Regions from separate parts of the Macaca mulatta genome. Here all the other regions are linked to region 2. Evidence: chromatin contacts called from public Hi-C data. All regions are on one chromosome and are shown on one strand. Each heading gives the region's core, a stretch centred on a gene start, on an enhancer-like site or on the middle of the called end of the contact. The rest is flanking DNA. Distances are from core to core; before and after follow the strand shown.

What was found. Hi-C and Micro-C count contacts between places; a contact is called where the count stands out from the background.
Region 1: a Hi-C map of fetal cortical plate shows a contact between it and region 2, with 2.9 times the contacts expected there. The contact joins the promoter of BLTP3B here to the promoter of ACTR6 in region 2. A contact is called at or near these places in 5 of 14 Hi-C or Micro-C datasets (CD4 T cells, cortical neurons, fetal cortex germinal zone and 2 more).
Region 3: a Hi-C map of cortical neurons shows a contact between it and region 2, with 4 times the contacts expected there. The contact joins the promoter of DEPDC4 here to the promoter of ACTR6 in region 2. A contact is called at or near these places in 2 of 14 Hi-C or Micro-C datasets (CD4 T cells and cortical neurons).

What each region holds. Positions count from the first base shown.
Region 1 is chr11:107,492,713-107,496,338 of T2T-MMU8v2.0, forward strand. It overlaps BLTP3B (bridge-like lipid transfer protein family member 3B), which reads right to left and starts at 1,282. Exons shown (of 22, transcript XM_015152555.3): 1 at 1,000-1,282.
Region 2 is chr11:107,551,064-107,554,652 of T2T-MMU8v2.0, forward strand. It overlaps ACTR6 (actin related protein 6), which reads left to right and starts at 1,742. Exons shown (of 11, transcript XM_077954790.1): 1 at 1,742-1,844. The coding sequence starts at 1,777. It also overlaps the pseudogene LOC694113.
Region 3 is chr11:107,613,964-107,617,530 of T2T-MMU8v2.0, forward strand. DEPDC4 (DEP domain containing 4) reads right to left here and starts at 1,656. Exons shown (of 10, transcript XM_015152558.3): 1 at 1,390-1,656. The coding sequence starts at 1,582. It also overlaps a transcript of SCYL2 not described here.

The DNA.
Region 1 (3,626 bases), core at 32-2,531, 59 kb before region 2:
ATCTGGGGAATCAAGAATTATGTTTACTATACGAGTCTATCATCATACCAAGTGTCTTCCCAAAATCAGTTAAAATTAACTTACAAATAGAACAGAAAGGTATCCTAACCAAGCGCTTTGAGTTCGCTGGTAACAACTTAGAACAAGATCTTACATTTAGCCTGCCTTGAGACAAACATGGAGAAGCCAAGAGCAGTAACAAACTGCCAGCTTTACTGAGTCATGTTTCTGACTAAAATCGCGTTATGAAATGGAGAGAATGACATGTCTTGGGTTTAATCACCACAGATGTTAACTCCCTGAATTTTAGAGTTGCAGAGGAAAAAGAGCAAAAACCAAAAAAAAAAAAAAAAGTTCAGTAAGAATGATGTGGGTCTTATGACTCCAGAAAGAACTCGCCAAAGCTGCGAACTCTGCTTATTTACCTAAAACAAATCCTAACTGTGCAAACAGGCACACCCTCTGATGCCTCAGAGCGGGAACGCCAAGGTGGGAGGAATTCAGAAGAACAATCACAAGGTTAACGTTTTACTGAGAACACAGCCTCCACTAAGAGTCCACATTGCGCCAGAAGCCCTCGGTTAACGGAACCGCTCTGCTCCAAGGGGAACGAGCACCGAGCTCGAGTTGCAGCCCCGCACATTAACCAGGCACCTGGGTGACACCATGCCACCCCCAGCCTCCGCGCAGTACCACACAGAGCGGACCCCGGACGCCCCCAGACGCCGCGCCGGGAGCGATCCCAGCCAGCCACGCTCCGCGCTCCTCCGCGCCCCCGCCCGGGGGCAGGACGCGTCAGGGACCGACTCGTGAGGCCAGCCCCCGGCGCCGGGGGCGACGAGATCCGGGGCCGCGACCTCTGCCCCGGCCAGAGCGGGGAAGTCCGAAGGTCGCCTCCCGCACAGCCGCCATGCGCCGCCGCCCCCGAAGCCGCAGGCTGACTCCAGTGCCGGCTGGGGCGGAGGCCGACTGGCGCCGACGTCCAAGGCGCTCACTGACCTGGAGAGGTGCTTAAGGATTTGTTTCTTGATGATCCCGGCCATGGTGCCGAGGTTGGAGTCGACGCGCTCTCGTCCTGTTGCTCACTGCCTCCTCTCTTCGTGGTCGTCTCCTTTCTGTCCCGGCTAGCCCGGCCACAGGAGAGGCGCTGATCGCTCACGACCGGGAGAGACGCGAGGCCCCGGCCAAGGCCACAGCCGCCGCCGAGAACCCGGAGCATCGCGCTCAGGCCGCCACAGCCGCCGCGGGCGCCATCTTGGCTGCAGCATCACCTAAGAGACTCGGGGGAGGGCGGGGGCGGGGCGGCTCCAGGCGGGGCCGGCACGAGGCCGGGCGGGGCCAACGCCGGCTCTGGGCGGGCTCTGGGCGGGGGCGGGAGGTTTGCGGCCCTGGCGCCAGTGTCCCTTTTAGACATCGCGACACAAGGGCCTTGACTCCCAATCCACCAACCGTCTTGGCCTTAATGCTCCCTCCTCCCTCCTTCCTCCGCTGATGTTGTTCCTGTCTCCATCGCTGATCCGTGGCTGATTTATCTACGTCCTACTTCCCTTTTTCATTTCCTCAGACTTTTTTTTTTTTTTTGCTTTTGTTTTTTTTTTTTTTTGAGAGGAGTCTCGCTCTGTCGCCCAGGCTGGAGTCCAGTGGTGCGATCTCGGCTCATTGCAACCTCCGCCTCCAGGGTTCAAGCGATTCTCCTGCTTCAGCCTCCTGAGTAGCTGGGATTACAGGTGCGCACCACCACTGCCGGCAAATTTTTGTATTTTTATTAGAGACGAGGTTTCACCATATTGGCCAGTAGGTCTCGAACTCCTGACCTCCTGATCCACCCGCCTCGCCTCCCAAAGTGATGAGATTACAGGCGTGAGCCACTGCACCCGGCCTCCTCAGAATGGTTTAAGTATCGGCCATTAACTCCTCTGCTTGCTTTGCTCTCTTGACCTACTCGCCTTTCTTCATATTCTTCCTTCGGTTTTTCTTTCTTTTTTGTTTGTTTGTTTGTTTGTTTTTTTCTTTTTCTAAGATATTCAGCCTTTCCCTTACCTGAATGTGGCAATTTAATGTTTCCCTTGGTTATTGCTATCCTAAAGGAAGTAAAGGTTGACAATGGTTCCTAATAGTCTAGGACCTAGGAATTAGAAGGCCTATAATTCAACTCCTGGCTCTGGTATTTTCTAGCTGTTATCCGGGGGAAAATAATTTCTTTACTTTTAGTTTCATTTTAGTCATCTGTGAAATAGGTTAATCAGCAGCCTTACCCACTTCACTAGGTTGTACCTAAAGATGTAAATATCATGTGAAAATTTCTGTAAGGAAGGAAGGAAATTGTTAAAATAGGGAAAACTACTACAATTCTACAGCTCTGCCCTACCCAGCCCCAAACAGAGCTAACATTTTCAGGGATTAAAATGACTACTCCTGTCATCCCAGCACTTCGGGAGGCCGAGGCAGGCAGATCACTTGAGGTCAGGAGTTCAAGACTGGCCTGACCAACATGGTGAAACGCTGTCTCTACAAAAAATACAAAAATTAGCTGGGCGTGGTGGCGGGCGCCTGTAATCCCAGCTACTCAGGATGCCGAGGCAGGAGAATTGCTTGAACCTGGGAGGCAAAGGTTGCAGTAAGCCGAGATCAAGCCACTGCACTCCAGCCTGGGCGGCAGAGCTCGACTGTCTCAAAAAAAAAAAAAAAAAAAAAATCACTCAGTGTTAAGTTTAGCCTAAAGCTACCTCCTTACATAATTGACTTTGGCCTAAAGGTTTTTCTGTACATCATAAACTTACGAAAATAAGCAGAGGTATTAACCAACCATAGCCCACACCTGTGCCAATCACTGAGTTTTTGGCCAAATGTAGCCAATTGTTCAGATTGTATTCAAATAAGGCAAACGCTGAGCTGTAACCAATCCAGTTGTTTCTGTACCTCACTTCCATTTTCTGGACCTCACTTTCCTTTTATTGTCCAGAAATCTTTTTCCAGCATGTGGCTGTGCTGGAATCTCTCTGAATCTGCTGTGATTATGGGGGCTGCCGGACTCACGAATCGTTCATTGTTAAATTAAACTCCTTTAATTTGGCTGAAGTTTTTCTTTTAACATTAGTGACATCTACAACAGGAAAAGAAATTGTACCACCCCTGAGGGATGTATTAGCAAGATGTGTGGTTGTACATCTTGGGGATTAGGTGGGAGGTAGTTTACATGTAGTCCAATAAGCTGGCCCTTTTTGAAGACTGGAAAGATGTGTAGATTGACTACACTCAACATTTTATTTTATTTTTGAGGCAGAGTCTCACTCTGTTACTCAGGCTGGAGTGCAGCATCATGATCTCGGCTCACTGCAACCTCTGCCTCCCAGGTTCAAACAATGCTCCTGCCTCAGCCTCCCGATTAGCTGGGATTATCAGACTAATTTTTGTATTTTTAGTAGAGACGGGGTTTCACCATGTTGGCCAGGGTAGTCTCGAACTCCTGACCTCATGTGATCGGCCCACCTCAGCCTCCCAAAGTGTTGGGATTACAGGCGTCAGCCACCACACCCGGCCAACTACACTCAACATTTATCATAGATTATAAACCAGGCACTGTTCAAGTATCCTGGGGTTGCCTTAATAAAAACAAAAAAACTCTG
Region 2 (3,589 bases), core at 492-2,991:
TTAACTGATGTATCAAGGTCCTAGCAGAGTTCTAAAGGAGGCCCCGGGGGCAGAAACCTACGGTTATGAATGCTTGGGCGGGCTGCACTGGACATCCATGGGATGCTGGGGGTGAGAGGACACTAGAGAGGGGCCAGAGGGAAGGCGCAGAGGGAGAAAATGGGTCAAAGTGTCTGAAGAAGGAGACAGGGCTGGGTAGCCCCAGCCACACTGGCCTAAACCCAGGTAGAGGGGAGGAGATAGGACCATGGACGGGATGTGGAGAAGTGGGGAAAGGCAGGCCGACGTGGGCAGGGTGCGAGGAGGCCTTGGAGAAACGAGGGTGGATGGGGCAGGCCCGCAGGCGAGGCAGGGGGCGCCGACAGAAGCGCCCAGGCAGTTGCAGGGCGCGCGGTCCTACCTCAAGCACCTTGGCAACTCCCGCGCTGTGCAACTGGAAGTGCGCAGGCTGCTCCACCGCCTCGTCGGCGCCCTGGTAGCTGAAGCAGGCTTCCGCTATGTCCAGGTGGCCGAGGGGCAGCGGGTGGTGGGGGTTCTTGAAGTAGCAGAGGCAGCAGCGGCGCGCGTCCAACACGAACCTGCGGCTGCGGTAGCCGCGCAGTCGCGCTGGTTCCCGCGCGGGACCCGCCCCGGGCTCTTCGGCCTCCCCCTTGCCGTCGCTGACCTCCTCTGGCCGGGCTCCGGCCCCGGTATCGCTGCCTGCGCGCCAACCATAGGTGCCCGGGCCCCCGCGCCTTCGCGCTGCCACTGCTGCGCTCCCTGCCCCCGAGGCGCCCCCTCCCCGCCGCCCCGCTCCTCCTGCAGGCGCTCAAAGTGGCCTGGGACTTGCAGTCGCCTCCCGGCCCCTCCAAGCCCGCTGGCAGTTGTCCTCGCCCGCTGGCCGTTGCCCCCGCCCGCTGGCCGTTGCCCCCGCGGCGCCCCGGAGGCCAGGTCCTGCCTCCCGCACCTGCCAAGTCCCCGCACTGCAGGAGTCTCGCTCTGTCGCCCAGGCTGGAATGTAGTGGAGCCATCTCGGCTCACTGCAACCTCCGCCTCCCGGGTTCAAGCAATTCTCCTGCCTCAGCCTCCCGAGTACTTGGATTACAGGCACCTGCCACCTCTCCCGGCTACTTTTTGTATTTTTAATAGAGACGGGGTTTCGCCGTGTTGGTCAGGCTGGTCTCGAGCTCCTGACCTCAAGTGATCTGCTTGCCTCGGTCTCCTAAAGTGCTGGGATTACAGGCGTGAGCCACCGCGTCCGGTCCAAAAGCCATTTTTGGATGAGAAAGACTCAGCTGCGTCCTGAAGAGCAAGTGGAATGGGGAAGAGGACGGTATGAATGTGAGTCCAAGAGCAAGGCAGTCGATAGACCTTCTTACTGCGTATGGTTTTGCACTTTTTTCTTCAAAGAATGTCACCGTCTGAAGAATGCTATCGGAAGACACACACATATACACACACAAGCACACACACACAGCACGCAGCCGGTTCTCTACAGGATTAGAAAAAAGTTGCGCAAATCAATCTGCGCAGTTAAAAACAAATACGAAATGAGCGAGAAAGCACTTAGCAGTCAAATCTCGCCACCACATAAACAGGTTAAGTTTGGAAGCACAGCGGACACTCCCTAACAGTTTGTGGGGCTTAGCATCTCCGACTTCCGGCGTTCACCGTTGCTAGGGTGACCAGAGGCGCGTCCTAATGCTCCGCCCAACAAACCATAGAGTACCGGAAAAGGCTCGAGCAGAGGGGTCGGAAAGGGAAAACAACGGCGGCTGCGGTGTGGTTGGTGGTGAAATGACGACCTTGGTGCTGGATAACGGAGCTTACAACGCCAAAATCGGTTACAGCCATGAAAATGTGTCGTAAGTGCTTTCTTTCTCCGAGGGACAAGATATATATGCCTAGTGGTTTCATGTGCTACGTTTCATCTCCGGACATCAATGAACTGCAGACGCCCCCGCGCGGCCCTGACTTAGCCAGAGGGATTCCCTGGTTGGAGCTGGGTGGGTGGTTGTGATGCTTTGAATTGAAATTGATTTTGGTTTTAGTTTTGGGCTGCGAGGCCCCGGAAGTGGGATGTCTGTTTTATTTCTTAAGAGGAAATAGCCAAGGAAAATAGACTTTTAGAGATGCATTCCTAACAGAAGGGTCCGTAAAATTCATCAGCCTTTGGAAACTGGGCAGCGTGTTTGGGTGTATGTGGATTTTCCTGGGTACAAGATTATAGGTTTCATTAGATTCTCAAAGGGTTCTATGACCCCCTAAAAGTCTAAAAATCACGGTTTTAGGATCTAGAGGCTTTGAAGACTGGCCTACTGGCCGACCTAGTTGGTAAGGTCAGTTAAACAGAAGTACTATTAATACAATGGCATTCATAACATGTATAGTCATAAAATATATGTTTGAATAAATAAGTAAACTTAAAGTCACGCCTTCCCTTTATCAAATTAACAGAGCATTAAAAAAAATTCTTATCTTCCTTCCTCCTTTCCTTCTTTTTCATTTATTTTGAAAAAGAGGGAAATCAAACTGAGTAGGAATGTAAATTGTTACAGCCGTTCTGGAAAACGTTTTGGCAATGTGTATCGTTATCATTGTCGCAGAGGCTGGAGTGCAGTGGTGCGATCTCAGCTCACTGCAGCCTGAATTCAAGTGATCTTCCCGCCTCAGCCTCCGGAGTAGCTGGGATTATAGGCGTGCGCCACCACGCCCGGCAAATTTTTTGTATTTTTAGTAGAGACGGGGTTTCACGGTGTTGGCCAGGCTGGTGTTCAGTCCCTGGCCTCAAGCAATCTACCTGCGTTGGCCTCCCAAAGTGCTGATATTACGGGTGTGAGCCACCACACCTAGCTGACACAGCAATTCTTTTTTTTTTTTTTTTTTTTATTTTGGAGAGGGAGTCTCGCTCTGTCGTCCAGGCTGGAGTGCAGTGGCACCATCTCGGCTTGCTGCAACATCTGCCTCCCGGGTTCAAGCCATTCTCATGCCTCAGCCTCCCAAGTAGCTGGGACTACAGGCGCGCGCCACCGTGCCCAGCTAAGTTTTGTATTTTTAGTAGAGATGGGGGTTTCACCATATTGACCAGGCTGGTCTGAATTCCTGACCTCGTGATCTGCCTGTGTCGGCCTCCTAAAGTGCTGGGATTACAGGCGTGAGCCACCACGCCTGGCCACGACACAGTAATTCTATTATTACTTAGAGAATTAATTAGAAGTGCTTTGTATTATTCATAGACATCGTATACAGGCAGCCAAAAAATGGGAAGCAAGCTAAATAATCAGGAATAGCATATTGGCTAAATACATCAAAATACAACCATGAGATTGTTAACAAATTCAGCTTCTTAAAATTATGTCTTCAAAGAATATTTAAACATGTAGAGAAAATGTTGACAGTATTATAAGTGAAATAAGCAGGTATAAAACATTTTTTACAGTATTATCCCAGTGTCGTGTTGTATGTGTATAATTGATAATGGCTCTAGTTTGGCTTCCAAACCAGATTGTAAGCTCATGGCAAACAGCAAGAGGCCGAGGGGGGTGGATCACGAGGTCAGGAGATGGAGACCATCCTGGCTAACACGATGAAACCCTGTCTCTACTAAAAA
Region 3 (3,567 bases), core at 406-2,905, 63 kb after region 2:
CCTTACTATAGAATAGTAGCCAGCCATTAGAAAGAATGAAGTAGAGCTATGTTTATAGTGTGCAAGGATCTCATTAAGAAGGGAAAAATAAAAACCCAAAACAAAATTTTTTTTAAAATGAACTGAGCAGAACAACTTGTATATTATTATCCTACTTAGGTAAAAATGAATTCCCAACCTACATAAAAATGTATGTAAATAAATAGAAAGAACTGGAAGAATAAACTTCAAACGAGTAACCTTGGGGAAGAAGGATTGTAATGGTGGCTGATGAAAGAGGATGTTCATTTTTTAATATATGTTTTTCATTTGAGCCCAGTCAAGTTAACATCATTTTTTATTCTATGTTTCCGACTTGTTATAATGGGCACATATAAATTCATATTTTAATTAACTGGAGACAGTAAAAACTACTGAGATATAGTTCACATGCCATAAAAATTCACCCTTTTAAAGTGTACAATTCAGTGTTTTCTAGTACATTCACAAAGTTGTACAGCCATCACTATTGTCTAATTTCAGACCATTGCATCATTCCACAAAGAAACCTATAGTTCGTAGTCATTCTTCATTCTTCCCCACCCCAGTAAAATTTTAATTAAAACATTTAAAGAATGATAAGGGAATAACTTAGAACATCTAGAATGTTTTTCTAGATTTGCAGGGGGAAGTGGGTAGAATCCAAGAATTTAAGCTCTCTTCTCCGACTACGTATAACCGCAAAAGGTATGCCCAACTACACGTATGTTTACGATAAAATGACAAATAAAAATCCACCACCCTCAAATTCCTTCTGTAACAGAAGTCACCCGTCTAATCACTCCAGAAATCTTATCCCCAGACATTGTGGGCAGAGCGTAGACTGAGGAGGGGAGGCCAGAAAGTGATGGGCGGAGTTGGGCAGGAGGGTACTCGAAGGAGTTGGCGGAAGACAGAGCGGTGGAGCCTAGCTGTTTTCCATGGACAATCTACCTCTCTAACCTTCATTAAACAAGTAGGCTAGATTAAAGAAATCACTCCTCTAGCTCAAGGAACTTGCCCTCTAGTACTTTAACCCCTTGTTGCTCTAAGTGTAGCCTAGGGACCAGCAGCATTGGTGCCATCTGGACATGTATTAGAAACGCAGATTATCAGACCCTACTCCTCAATCAGAATCTGCATTTTCACAAGATCCTAGGGATTCGTATGTATATTAAAGTTTGGGAAAAAATGCTTTCCTGCATGCTCCAAGGGCACTTCACCAGAGTAACCCCTAAAAAGCCTCAGTCCTGGGTCCCCCAGTCCAGTGCCTGGGAGACCACGAAGGGGGCGGGCTAGGAAATGGGCGGGGCCCTGGCCCGATGAGGAGCAGAGTCCCAGCCGCCCGCTCCCCTCAGCTCCCCACTCCACCTTCACTACACCTTTGGCTAGGATATACAGGGCCGCATGTCCTCCTTTTCCGGCAGAAGCCACCTCTACGGTTCATGGAACTTGGCCCGTTCAGCCCTGGGCCCGGAAGCTCGTTCTGACTGCCAAGTCTACGGAACCGCGGAGTCAAAAGAACCGCCACAAGCTCGCGTGCTGGTTCCTCCTCTGGCACCATAGCCCCGCCCCCAACTGACACCAGGGGGCGGAGAGAAGTCCTGGCCCCGCCTCTTCCGAACCAGCAGGAAGTGACGTCATGCCCCCGGCCAGCAGGTCTTTTAGTCTTTTTCCCCCTCCCTTACTCTTCGTCCCCAGTCCCTCCCCTCCTCACCCCCTTCCCTCCTCCAGCTCCGACGTTTGCGACCGCGGGGGCGGCGGAGGATATGGAGTAAAGCCGGAGTCAGCGGCCAGGCACCAAGGCAAAGCAGGAATAGCCAGGCGGCGTTTGTTAGGGGGGCGGGGGGAAAGAGCCCCAGCACCGCCCCTCCTGGAAGGAGAAGGAAGAGGTAAGTGACCGGCCGCCGGCACCGAGCAACCTCCCTCACTGGCCGCGCTCTCGCCTGGGCTCCCGGGGCCGGCGAGGAGGGAATGGAGGACTCGCGCCCGGGGTAGGCCTCCCAGGGCCGCCTGGGCTGGTGAATGTTGCCTGGTGACGGGCCTGCCGGCGGCCGGCCGGGCGATCGGCGGTCGGCGCCCGCTCATAGCAGGGCTGGGCGACCAGCGAGCTCCGGGGAGCTGATCCGAGAGGGCCGAGTCCTCGGAAGAGGCCTTGAGGCGACGGGAGACCGGGGATCGGAGTCAGCTGCCGGAGGGAGAGCCCCCCATGCCGGCTGGGGAGCTCGGGTTTCGGTGGTGGAGAACGTGGTACCTTTCGGGGACATTGGACACTACTCTAGGACCGAGTGAGAGAGCTCCCCTCAGTTCTGAGATCTGGAATTCGGTAGCTTGGGTCACCAGCCGGGGCCCTGCCGCCCGCAGTCCTTCTCTGACAGTAGCTTTAGTTCTGGAATGGAAGGTTATTGTGTGTGAGGTGGGTGGGGCAGGTGTTTTGTTAAGACAAAAAACCCCACCGGTTACTCCTGCAGTCTTGTTTTTCTAAGCGGAAGAGAACCGATGGAGGAAGGTTTAGACCGATAAAGCTTGCAAAAACTTCTTGGACTCTGACTGAGCACATACCTGTGATCCGTAATTAAGGAGACCATATTATCAAATCCACCTTCTAAAGCACTCGAGGAGGCTCCAGACAAGCCGCTTAAAAGCGCTATATGCCTGTAGTGACTTCATTGGAAGGTGTCAACTGTTTTTTAGTACGTGAAACTCAGGAATTACTTGTGATGACACTTTTTAAAAACATTGGATTCTATGAGTGAGTTTTCTAAGTAGCATGTCTCCGTTCTGAAAAATAAATAGTTTGGCAAAAATGCTCCAAATCAGCCTGTCACTGTAAAACCCCGTCATGTTCTGGTGATGGCTTGAAAGTCAGATGCTTGAAGATTCCTTTTGGACTTTGCAGGTTTGTTGTTGTTGTTTGGTTTGCTGTCTTATTCTTTAGCACAAATATTTTTAAAATATTTAAAAATGAAATCAGCTGAGTATATAAATTACTTCTTGAGGCAACATTAAACTGTAATCTTAAAGAATGCTTTTGGGGGATTGTGTAAAGGAAGGGAACCTAATGGAAGGTGAGGGCCTTCATTCTTTTTAGGTTTACATTACTCACATGCAGAAACCTATTTGGTCTCTAAGATTCATAAATACCCAATAAAATATATACAGGCACATTGTACTTGTGTAGTATGGAATACTTCCTGTACAGATCAACCCTGTTACTGGGAATAACTACTCATACTCACATGTTTGAAATTCATGATATACCTCCCTTCCCTCACCCCAGGAAGAAAAATAGCTCCTCTTACTGTGTTTAACTCCGTGGGTAGCATCACTATCCATTCTTTTCTATAGAAGTTGAAGTTTGACAGTTCCTCTCTCATGCCTCATACTCAGTCTCTCATGAAGTCCTGTTGATTTTGCCTCTTGAATATCTCTTGACTCTTGTCTACTCTTAGTCTGTAACAGTAGTCCTCCTGTTCCAAGCCACTGCCATCTCTCATCTTGACCACTTCCCTAGCTTCCTGATTATGGTCTGCTTGCATCTACTGTTGT